Regions from separate parts of the Gossypium hirsutum genome. Here regions 1 and 2 are each linked to region 3. Evidence: chromatin contacts called from public Hi-C data. All regions are on one chromosome and are shown on one strand. The core of a region is the stretch at or near the end of the contact, and the rest is flanking DNA. Distances in the headings are between cores, read along the strand shown. Region 1 holds the start of LOC107910170. Region 2 holds the start of LOC107910188 (7-methyl-GTP pyrophosphatase). Region 3 holds the start of LOC107910167.

Region 1 (3,906 bases), core at 270-2,769, 170 kb before region 3:
TAAGTGGGATTTTCTCAAAAACCAAGAAAGCAAAGTCAAGTGTGGAAATGATTGCAAGTTCTGAATGGCTGATGAACATCAAAAAAAGAAGTATGGAGAGATCGATATCCCAGCAGAAACAACATCAAAACCCAGTAAATAAAATATGGGGTTTTTATTATTATTGAGAAATGTTATAAAATCAATTCCAACAATATCAAAAGAATGGCCCAATCATGCATAATGATAAATTTCTTAACAAATTTCAACAGGAAAGAAATGGAAACGATTAGCAACGATTTAGAGTAGATTGCAAACATTAAAAAAATTGACTAAAATCCAGAAAAATCAAAATCCATTGTAACAATCCCGAATAGCATCATACATTAGGTAAAACAATTAAAAATTCCAGATCCAGGGACGAACACTTACATGCAATCAAAACCCACATCCAAAACCTCAAATTTGTATTTTGTGAGAGGTAAAATGTCATTGTTTTTATTTGATATAATGATACCGATCAAATTCAAGCAAATATAGAGAAGATTTTTTTTTTAAATTTGCAGTTTTATTCAAAAAAAAACTTATAACACAGGACATTTAATTGTTTTAGAGAGATTATTTAATGCAAAATCACCCAAAAAGATATGAATTCATGTAGTGAACCAAAAGCTTTACTAGCAAACATTTAATCATAAAAATAAAAACTTCGAATTGAATCCACATTACCTTAAAATTTCAAATTTAAATTTACTTAATCTTGAAAAAAAAATAACATTATAAAGAAAAAAAAATCAAGACGAACCAATTTCCAGATCACACAGCAGAACCAATTTTCCACCAAAACTGAAAAAAAAAACCCAAAGAATTACCAGCCAATGCCACCCGCCAAGTCCAACAGCCTTCTTGACCACGCCTTGAAGACCAACGAGCACAGATTTAGTACGGTTATTCCCGGTGACAACCACCTTAGTATGACGTGGCAGAACCGAGAGCTCTTCTTCACTACTGTCTCCGCAGCTCTGAAACTGCGAGAAACCCCCGCCATTGACAGAACTCTCCATTGCCTCCAACATAGTTTCTCCAACAAAAAGAAGCCCCAACTCAGTGAGTCAATCAGGTGGGTCAAACTCGGTAAAAAATTCAAAGCTAAGGATCAAAATTACATTGGATCGGAAGATCATGCATTGGTGAATACGTATATGCTATTATCGTAAGCAAAAGAGAGAGAAATTAAGAAAAAATATGGGATTTTTGTGGAGAAGAAAGAGAGAGAGAGAGAGAGAGAGAGAGAGAGAGAGAGAACACAATTCAGAGAGAGAAAGAAAACAAAAAATCAGAGCATTTTCTAGTGAGAGAAAGACGAGTTACTGGTTTTTGTTTATTGGTTGGTGTCGCTAGGAATCCCGACAAACCGAAATGGACCAATTAAGGAATGCCACGCAAGGATGTTATAGTTTTCTCATCAATCATGCGTTACAGTGAGGTAGAGAAAATTTTCTAAAATGCCACTAGCGGTTTTTTCTTCAAGGAGCGGTTTTATTCTGTGGGGGTTGACCGTTTGACTTGCAGTAAAATGGAGTACGTGGATATGGGAAAATGACCTCATTGCCCTTCCATCAAATTTCTAATCTATGTCGAATTTTAAGGTGTCTCGTGGAAGAAGGAAATAATTAAGAAAAACTTTTGAAAATACTTTTGGTCATGGGAAACACATGATAATAGTACAAAATTTTCTTCTAAAATTATTGTTTATTGAACGTTACTAAAATTATTTTAATATATTTCTCTTTTCTTTTCATGCTATTGGAAAAATAAATTTTGTAGTGTTTTTAAAATTTTTTTAAGTATTACAAGAATAGTACAATTAAAGTATATAACATAAATATTAAATTTTGTCACATGCGATAGAAAAAAAAGTATATTAAAGTCATTTTCTTCAAAAGTTTCTTTTAAAAATATTATATATTAAATAAATATAGGTGGAGCAATAATAAATTTGTATTTTAATATTATTGTACACATGTTTAATCTTTAAATTTTTCATCTTTAATTTTTTTATTTAAAGATGGTACCAAAATATGAGAAGAAAAAATGTCATCATAATAATATTAATTATAATTTAAAAGGAGTATTTATGTAATTTCATAACTAAGTTGGTGACCCAATTAAGGTAACACCAATTTAGCATAATGCTTAAATATAGTATAGATGTACCAAAAATACAATATAAATACATGTCCGAGTAATCACAAATATCAAATTATTATAGCACAAATAAATTGTCTAAGTTGTCACAAATAGTACAAACGAACTAAGAACTGATACAATCCAAACTAAAGCCAATGAGTTGAACTAAAATCTACACATGGCAACTTCACAGGATGGGACGCGGAAACCCATGCATATAATTACACATTATAGGCCTCGAATTTGGGTATTCAAAACCTAAGGCCTCTACCTTTACCAATTGTTCAAGGTCTGCGAAATGTCTTTTATGGCATAATAGAATATAATTACAAGTATAAATAAATGTTTGGGAAACTATAAACTAAAATCAAATCATTATAATGCAGAGACAAATAAAGAATTGTAAATGATTTAGGCAAAAACTTCCACTTACACAGTTGTGTATGATGTAACTGGAACTTGGATACTAAATCAATGCTTGGGACCTCGTCCTTTCTTAATAATATTTCGACCAAAGATCAATCTTAGAAAATAAGGTTGCTCCCTTCAGTTGATCAAACAAATCGTCAATTCGGGGTAGCGGATGCTTGTTCTTTATGGCGACTTTATTCAAATGTCGATAGTCGATACACAATCTCAAGGCTTTCTTTTTCACAAACAACACTAGAGCCCCCCAACGTAACACAGTCAGTTGAATAAATCCCCAATCTAAAAGTTCTTTGAGTTGAGATTTCAATTCTTTCAATTCAGTTGGAGTCATTAACCGCCTTCGGACATACCAACGTCCAAAGTAGAAATCTTACACAAAATATATGAAAAGGCAGTATTCATAAGTATACGGGTCAGGTTTTAATATAGTTACAACGGAGTAGATGAGTACTCCAAGGATTGTACACAAGGGAGACGGGCACTAAATTAATTCTAACCTAAGCATAAATAGATCTAATTAGTACTTTAAATGAATTATATTACGATGAGATAAAAAGAAAGGTTTTAGTGATCTATACTAATAATAATGAAGAAAGAAAATAAATAAATAAATAAAGCACGAGAAATCAAATAATAGAATATATCAAATATGGGCATGGGTGATTAGCTCACTTCAGTAATCATAAACAACTGTTGCTTCGGGTTTCCTTGTTTAATCAACTAGTCGATATCCCAGCAGGATCTTTCAATCTTCCAATAAAATAACAAATCGGCAAGAACTACTTATCATTCGACCTCACAGTCTAGACCAATTCAGGGTTAAGGTGTTCACGGATAGGATATACCAAATTTAGGTTAATTCTCAACTTAATGACTTCTTAGGGTTGTTAGGCCTAAGGTTTAGGTTCTTCCTTTTTTGAACAGTTGATCCACTAAGAGAACCCTACAAAACAATTAATTAATCGTACCTCTACTCGCTAATCCCCCACTAAAGGAGTAGATCCTTATAGATCTCATAAACAATATAAACTTGATAAACATGAATAATAATTCAAGAGTATAAAGTTTAGAAGAAACTTTTTTTGTTTTAGAATTGAATGCAGAATCCTCACAAAGTTTGATTATGTTTCACAAATCTGGTTTCTTCCACAAGAACAAATAACAAAACCAAAATAAACCTAAAGTCTAAGGAAAGAGAAAAACTAAAGACTAAATATAAGAAGAAAGTTATACAATATGAAAGTTGTCTATAACATGTGTTAAATGAGCCTACATATAGACTTTAAAGTGGTCGTCGTCCTTAACCCT
Region 2 (3,931 bases), core at 432-2,931, 170 kb after region 3:
TCTTAAACCTTAAAACCTAAACCATATACCCTAAACCATAAACTCTAAACTATAATAATAATTAATTCAATATTTTAAAATTAATACTATCTCTTTTATAATTATATAAAAAATTATTTAATATATAAATTAAAACCAGTCGTGTACTCAAAAAACTTTAAAATTATTTTAAATAATAGTCTCTTAATTTTTTTTCATTTTTAACAAATATTTTTCTATGTTTTTACTTTTAAATTTTTTCTACATGTCATTATTTTTTACTGAAGAATTTAAATATTCAATTAAAAATAAATTATATTTTAATTAATATAAATAAACCAGTTAAAACAGATGTTTTTAATTTTTTTTGCGGCGTTTTTCAAAAGCGTCGCTAATGCTCGACATATAGCGACATTTTTCAAAAAAGCGCCGCTAATGCCACTAAAGCTCAACATAAAACGGCGTTGTGCTTAATTTTTTGCGGCGTGTTTCAAAGAGCGCCACTAATGCTCGACCTATAGCGGCGTTTTTCAACAAGCGCCGCTAATTCCACTAAAGCTCAACATAAAACGACGGCATTATGCTTAAATTTTAGCGGCGTTTTTCAAAGAGCGCCGCTAACGCTCGACCTATAGTGGCGTTTTTCAACAAGCGCCGCTAATGCACGACATATTGCGGCATTTTTCGACTATCGCCGCTAATTCCCAATATATAGCAGCGTTTTTTTGTCCAAACGCCACCAAAAGTACTGCTAAAAACCTATTTTGTTGTAGTGATGGTATATATATAAGTCATTAAAATCCTAATTAATCTTAATTAAACTTAATTAATCATCTATGAATGGCCATGATTCATGCTCATCCCACTTAGTGGAGATTGATGGCAAAGATGAAACTTAGCCACTAATCACACTTTCAAAATGGTCATATTACATTTAAGACCTTGATTAAATTGCTACATAAGACCTCTTGCATTTCCTAAATCGATTCTCACTAATGATTACACTTTTACAATTTAATCCATGTACTATAATTAACGACTTACTTGATTTAAATACTTATTAAATCCATATTATGGATTCATTCTTAATGCATAAATTCTTCGATTAATATTCTCACTATTTCGATTTACGAAATTCGACTTCGAAAACTACATTTTTTGACACCGGCTAAAACCGGATCGTTCATAATTTACTTTGCAAATAAAATGGTTTTTTTGGTAATTTCTTAATTGAGTTTGAGGCTCGGTTGATGGGTCATACCAACTCAGTAAAAAACTTTATAAATTGTGTAGATGCAATGTAATACATGGATTTTGATTTGACGAAAATTATATACATTAACTTTTGATTTTGGTTCAATCGTATACATGAAACTTTAAATTTAATTCAATTGTATATAGTTAAAAAGCTAAATGCATCAATTTGTTTTCATATTAGATAAATATAATCTTTGTTGGATAGTGCATGTAAATATAAAATGATGTTACATCAATAACAATGTAAGTAATTTGTGAAACTTAAATAAAAAAGATTTATAAATACAACTGCATAAAATCAAAATTATTGTAATAGCATTAGAGCTAAATTTATGAGTAATTTTAATATTTATTTCTATTTTAAAAGATGACAACCAACAAAAATAAAATAATGAATTAAATTTGAAGAAAAATTTAAATTGTTGACAAACAGTAACTGAAGACAGATTACACCCAAAAAATAAACAAAGAATACATTTACAAATCATGGCAAAATCAATTTTTACAGTCAATTCACGAGTATTGACAATTCTAGGCTTGGGCTTTCACGTTAGAACAAATTTTATGGAGCATTGGCGGGCTTAGCGGTCCATAGGGCTTGGCACCAGGGTCCTATTTCGGTCCGCACCATCTCAGACTCGGTCTCTTTTCTTCGTTAACTCACTGTTGCTCCCTAAATACTCGCTGATCAGTAGAGCTCCGCTTTTTGCAGAGACAAAAATGGAAGACAAAACTTCTCAGTTCAAGGTACGCCAAAACTAGTCACTTACTTGACAGCATCTTTGTTTCTATTTGCTTGTCTTAAAAACAAATTTATATCAACAATTTAAAAATGAAAATAAAAATAAAAGGAAAACCCCCGAATATTAGCTTTCCAAAAACGCTGTTGACAGTTTAACTGTTTGATAGTTGTTTCACTGCAGATAATATTGGGGTCATCTTCCTTACCTCGTCGTAAAATATTAACTGAAATGGGATATGAATTCACACTCATGGTAATTTTCATTTCTTTTGGAAATTTTAATATATTAGGGGAAAAAGAAGTTTCACTTTTTGTTATTTTTGCAGAGTGCAGACATTGACGAGAAAGGTATCAGAAAGGAGAAGCCAGAGGAGTTGGTCATGGCCCTTGCTGAAGCAAAGGTTTTCCTCTTCTTTTACTTAATCTTGCTGTGTTCATTTGGAATGATTGTTTTGATTGACTGAAAAATTTTAGAGCCTAGAATCGATGTATTTATTTGCTTGCTGTGAGCAGTGTTTCATCTTTTCTTCTTCTTTATTGTGCTTCTGGGTGTTTTATTGTAAATTGGAGGGAAATTTTCGAGTTTCTTTTATCAATTCCACAGTAATAAAACTGCAAAGTGCTATTTAGGGCTCCAGTATCATGTTGTTATTGCAACTTAAGTGTAATAGGATGCTTAGTTTGAATCATATTTCTCTTGGTGAAATTCTGGTTTTGATCCGTGTTAGATGTATTTCAAAATAATTAAGGGACTGAGACCGGTCAAGTTTGCGACAGCATACATTCAAACTGTAGCCTTTGTACATTCCCTTTCAGATCATTAAATTTACATGGATAATCTTTCTTATTCATTGTTGCCACTGCTTCTGTTGCCTGCTGCATGGTATTGTGTTCGTATATTCTGTTGCTTCGGCTTATCTGGAATGAATTTTTTCAGGCAGACGCAATCTTACAGAGGCTTCCTGTCAGTGATTATGTAAAGGAAGCTGAGCCAACATTACTAATTACTTCTGATCAAGTAAATATCTATTCTTGGACATGCTTTAGAGTTTCTGAAATGTTTAATTATGTTGTAGTCTTTGTTGCATGTGTCAAAATTTTGAATAATGCTTCTTTGATCGCGAAAATCTATTTTATTTCTGTTATAAATGTTATTTGGCTCTTTGGAGGAAATTTCATTTTTAAACCATATATAGGTAAATAAGTTTCTATCTTAAACTTTTTTAACAGGTTCTTATAATTTAATGCTTCCTTAAATAGATGTTGCAATGGATTTGTTCCTTTTCATGATTAATGAGAAGTCTTTTGACTGTAATTTTTCGATACTTATAAGAGGCTAATGTCTCACAAATAGTCAGATTTACCATTTCCTCATGCTAGAAGTGTGGTAAGATATGCACCACTATCGTGTAGGCTTATCTTGCAAACGTTTGTTTTTTTGCCTAAATGCATTTGTACGATGTATCATCTCATAGATGGAAATTGGTGATAATCCATGCTTGTAAGCGTAGGCACATTTAATAATATTTTCATGCTGTAAGAAACATTTTTACTTTGATATCTCACTGTTATTGTTAAATGTTCCGGAGGTGGTGGTCTATGAAGGTGTTATAAGGGAAAAACCGGCCAATGAGGAAGAAGCACATCAATTTATAAAAGGTTTGTGATAATATTCTCGATCCAATTTCTACTGTTCTACTCTTTCAAAACTTTACTGATTAACCATTTGCGCAGGCTATTCAGGTGGGCATGCTGCAACTGTGGGATCTGTTCTAGTTACAAACCTTAAAACTGGATTCAGAAAAGGAGAATGGGATAGAGTGGAGGTATTAATGGCTCTAATTTTTATCTGAATTTGCTAACCAAGAATTATATTCTCCTAAATTGCTCAACCGAATGAACTGCCGCACATTCTGTTAGAAAGATCTTGACGAGCCATTTCTATAGGAAACC
Region 3 (4,251 bases), core at 1,506-4,005:
CCAAAAAAGTAAATCATTTTCCAGAAAACATTTTACTAGCAAACAAACGGAGCCTTAGTTCTTTATTCTCTCAATCTCTCTTTATTTTATAACAATTTTCTGCATAAGACGATCTTATATTTTACCTACGGGTTTTATATGATTTCATACAATATACAAGAACTTGAAACGGTAGAGTTAACAGAGTTTGATGTAAGTATGTAGTATATGTAAATTTGTCTTTTATATAAAAGATTATGCTCCCTTAAGTCCTATACTCATATTTACAAAGAAACTAAAAAAAAATACAAATAGCATGTGCCATGTGTAAACATTTCATCTCTTAGCCACCAAGAAGCAGTGATTAATTCCCTTGTAGAAAGAGAACATCAAAATATTGCTACACTACTTAAAGAGGAACAAAAGTGCTTTTTCTTCTTTTTATATTTTTTAAAATTGTAGAAGAGTTTCAACAATAGTTACAACAGCGCCAATGTTTTAAATTTTTTGCAAGGAATAGCTTTGAAAACAGTCCAACAATATATGTGAGACATGCTAAAAATGTTGTATGAAAAATCCACATATAAGCAAGATTTTCAGCCAAATAATTCAAAAGTATTTCACACTTCCATCACCATTGCCACCTCCCAACCCTAGGATAGATGCCTGAAATTTAGAGAAAAGAAATAATTATTACGCAAGAGCGGATCCACTACAATGGTCCAAGTTGAAGCCAAACAACCATTAAAATTAACAGCCGCACTGGCCATCAGGGAAATGCATAAGTGTCATTTATTTATTTTCAACAAGGACCAATTAAAAAGAACGGTTTAGTTTTGGCTAGCCCATATTAACAACATTGGAAACACAAATCCGACCTTCCTCAGCATCACAATCTTAAAAATTAATCATCAAATTTGCAAGATGCAGTATGCAACCTAAAGTATGTTTCAAAACATCATTTGCAATCATTTAAGGCAATCAGCAAGGATGCAACATATAAAATCTTTTAGATAGGGAGTCAAGAACACAAAATTTGGTGACATCTCATTATTTATCAACAATCTTGATTTTGTAATTCTAATTTTTCAGGTCATATCAATCAGCTTCAACAATATGAAACAAGTTTATAAAACCACTCTTTTTTTATCCCCCATTTCCTTCTTTTGTTTATAAATGATTTCTAGAATAGCAAGACTAAAACAAAACGAAATTTAGTCATATTTGCCAGGACAATCCAAACAAGAACCAAATTCCCAAACCTAGAAAGAACTTAAATCCACATTTCAGTATGTTCAAAAAAATAAAAAAAACCCACATTTCAGTGACAGCCAAAGGCACAAAAGGATCAATATTTAACTATATTAGGATGATAAACCAAGTCCTAAACAAGAAAGTTTGTGTCTATCCAACCAAAATTATTTCAGTGAAATGGAACCAGAGGACAAAGTAAGGATCTACCTCTTGTAAAACTCCGTTACATATCGCGAGCTGTTGTAAAAGATGAACCACATCAACACAATAACCAGTGTGTCTTCCATGGTTTAGGAACTAACAATTGGGAATTATAGTGATACTTGGACTTAAAAACTGGTGTGGTGACAAAGATGCCAATAGGATCCTTTGACTATTTTAAAATTCCTAAATCAAACATTATAAAATAAGACAACCAACCAACCAAATACTAAAATCGATGACACAGTAAATCAGATAATACCAGAAAATAGAAAACAACTCCTTATAAACTAAATTAGCATAATTTTGCCATTGGATAGGCTTCCACAAAATGACCATTTTCCATTTTCATCATTTTGTTAGGCAAAAGAAGACAACTGATAAAAGTCATCGAAACAAAATATTAACAGCACTACAGTGTTCAAACCCTGAAAATTCTAAATGAGAACTTAAACAGATTAGGCATCATCAAACAAAAAGTAAGTAAAAAAGGATACTGAAAAGGTAACGCTCCCACCAATCCAACATGTAGAGTCCAAATGTGACATTGTAGAGATAGATCTTGCGTTGGACCCAATTCATATCTCTAACCCCTAAAAACAAATACAAATAGATGCCTGGAAAAATCATTGCAGACACAAACGATGATCAAAATAATCCAATAAAATAAAATAATACAAATTCTTTGAAAATGACATTATAGTTATAAAATGTGCTATATACGTTGCTAAAATCATCGTAACTTAGAATTCAATTTCGGTCAGCTGCAACTTCTTTTTCCTCAATACAACGGCCATGAACCACATATTCATACATGATTATCATAAAGATATGAGGAAACTCGATAGTCTAATATCCAAATCTTTCTTTTATATTATTTACTTTACTTGCGCCATAAAACAAACAAGAAAGAAAAGCATTTTTTTCAAGGAAACGAAGTGGAATAATGCCAAACCACAACAAATTAAAATCAAGAGCAGGAAAACTGAAAATTGAACCATACTTGAGTTGTATCCACGGATGAGGAGATTATGTCTTTGGATCAAATAAAAATATAAATTTAAATGCAAGGATTGAAGGAATTCTACGCTAATTTCATTAAGAAATAGCTTCAGATTTCTCGAACAACTTAGCGAAAAAGAAAAACAAAATCTTGAGGAGAAATGAATCAAAAGCTTACCTAACCAATGAATACGCCGCGGACGGTCACGAAAATTACGGTTCCCGTGATCGGATCGAGAGTACAGAGCTCCTTTGGGATTTGCTAATTCACAGAGAGAAAAAGAAGAGTTTTTAGCCTTTGGGTCTTGCGGTCAAAGAAGACAGCATTTACTTTTCTTTAACGATTAAATGACAGAAATGCCATTTAATTTACCACGTGTCAGTTTTTAATTCGCTCTTTTTGATTGCAACCAAAGAGTGGTCCGTATCGTAAACTCCCTGCTTTGATTCAGTAGCAGAAATTAGAAAGCAAAAAATAAACCACCATAAACAGTAAACCTTCGATTTCGTTAAAATCTCTCATTTCTTCTCTCTCTGGAAAAAGAAATTAGGGTTTCGAAAACTTTTGAAGCAGAGATCGAAAGCAAATGGAGAGTGCATTAGCAAACGCATCGGAAATTATAGACCAGAGGCAGAAAATCGAGCAATACAAACACATTCTATCAACTGTTTTCTCATCCAACGACATCGTTCAAGCCAAGAAATTCATCGATCATAGTAATTGCTTTACCTTTGCTTGATTTAAAGTTATCTAAGGTTTTTTAGGTTTAATTATTTTATTTTATTCTTTTTAGTGTTATCGGACGATGTTCCACTGGTGGTATCAAGGCAGCTTTTACAAACTTTCGCTCAAGAATTAGGAAGGTTGGAGCCTGAGGCACAAAAGGAAATTGCTCATTATACCCTTGCTCAAATTCAGCCTCGTGTCGTTTCATTTGAAGAACAGGTTGCTTTTAATTTGACAGCTAGCTCTTTAGTGAAAGTTACTTGAGAATTTGGTTTTTTTTATTATTTTAAAATACCACATTGTGAACTTTTTTCTGTCGTCGAAAGAATTTGATTGAAATATCACGATTTCATTAATTATTCTTCTTAAATTTGTTACTGTTCTTTTAGTTAAGTTTTTCTCGCGGCGTGACTTAAACTTTGGTCGAAGTTTGTATGCAAAACAAAGAATAGGGTTGTTTTTTCCTCCCCTTCCCTTTTTTCAAGTTTGGCGTTTTGATTTTCTTTGGATGAGGTACTAATGGACTTATGGAATATGGATGATTGTTTAAATAAAGCTGCTTACTCTGTATGAGTTATATAGGTACTGATTATCCGAGAGAAACTTGCTGAGTTGTATGAGTCGGAGCAGCAGTGGTCAAAAGCAGCGCAGATGCTAAGTGGGATTGATTTGGACTCTGGAATGAGGTCTGAGAGTAAGATTCTCTTTAGTTTTTGTGATGAAGGTTGTTGAATATTTTCTTCTGTGTTCCTATTGGTGAGCTTATCTGTTTTGTGATATGACTATCAGGGTTATTGATGATACATTCAGATTGTCAAAATGTGTCCAAATTGCCCGTCTCTATCTTGAGGTATTTCAATTTTTTGACTGAATGCTAGCATTACATAGGCAAGTTTGGATGCCTTAGAATTTCAAGGAGTAATTCAGTTACTTATTCTATTTCTTGCATGTAAAACCAATATTGAAAGGTGACCTGAAACCATTGCTTGAATATTTTACAGGATGATGATTCTGTTAATGCAGAAGCTTTTATTAATAAAGCTTCATTCTTGGTTAGCAACAGTCAGCATGAAGTTTTGATTTTACAA

Evidence for each region. Hi-C and Micro-C count contacts between places; a contact is called where the count stands out from the background.
Region 1: a Hi-C map of leaf shows a contact between it and region 3, with 1.7 times the contacts expected there. The contact joins the promoter of LOC107910170 here to the promoter of LOC107910167 in region 3. A contact is called at or near these places in 4 of 34 Hi-C or Micro-C datasets (callus and leaf).
Region 2: a contact with region 3 is called in a Hi-C map of leaf, with 2.3 times the contacts expected there. The contact joins the promoter of LOC107910188 here to the promoter of LOC107910167 in region 3. A contact is called at or near these places in 4 of 34 Hi-C or Micro-C datasets (callus, hypocotyl and leaf).

What each region holds. Positions count from the first base shown.
Region 1 is chrD02:20,999,968-21,003,873 of Gossypium_hirsutum_v2.1, forward strand. LOC107910170 reads right to left here and starts at 1,520. Exons shown (of 6, transcript XM_016837947.2): 1 at 852-1,520. The coding sequence starts at 1,055.
Region 2 is chrD02:21,340,808-21,344,738 of Gossypium_hirsutum_v2.1, forward strand. It overlaps LOC107910188 (7-methyl-GTP pyrophosphatase), which reads left to right and starts at 1,682. Exons shown (of 9, transcript XM_016837963.2): 1 at 1,682-1,983; 2 at 2,160-2,231; 3 at 2,305-2,379; 4 at 2,916-2,996; 5 at 3,568-3,637; 6 at 3,713-3,804. The coding sequence starts at 1,957.
Region 3 is chrD02:21,166,930-21,171,180 of Gossypium_hirsutum_v2.1, forward strand. It overlaps LOC107910167, which reads right to left and starts at 2,756. Exons shown (of 4, transcript XM_016837945.2): 1 at 2,615-2,756; 2 at 1,932-2,027; 3 at 1,441-1,513; 4 at 389-645. The coding sequence starts at 2,016. The coding sequence ends at 633. It overlaps LOC107910166 (COP9 signalosome complex subunit 4), which reads left to right and starts at 2,898. Exons shown (of 14, transcript XM_016837942.2): 1 at 2,898-3,153; 2 at 3,231-3,382; 3 at 3,746-3,849; 4 at 3,953-4,013; 5 at 4,165-4,251. The coding sequence starts at 3,024.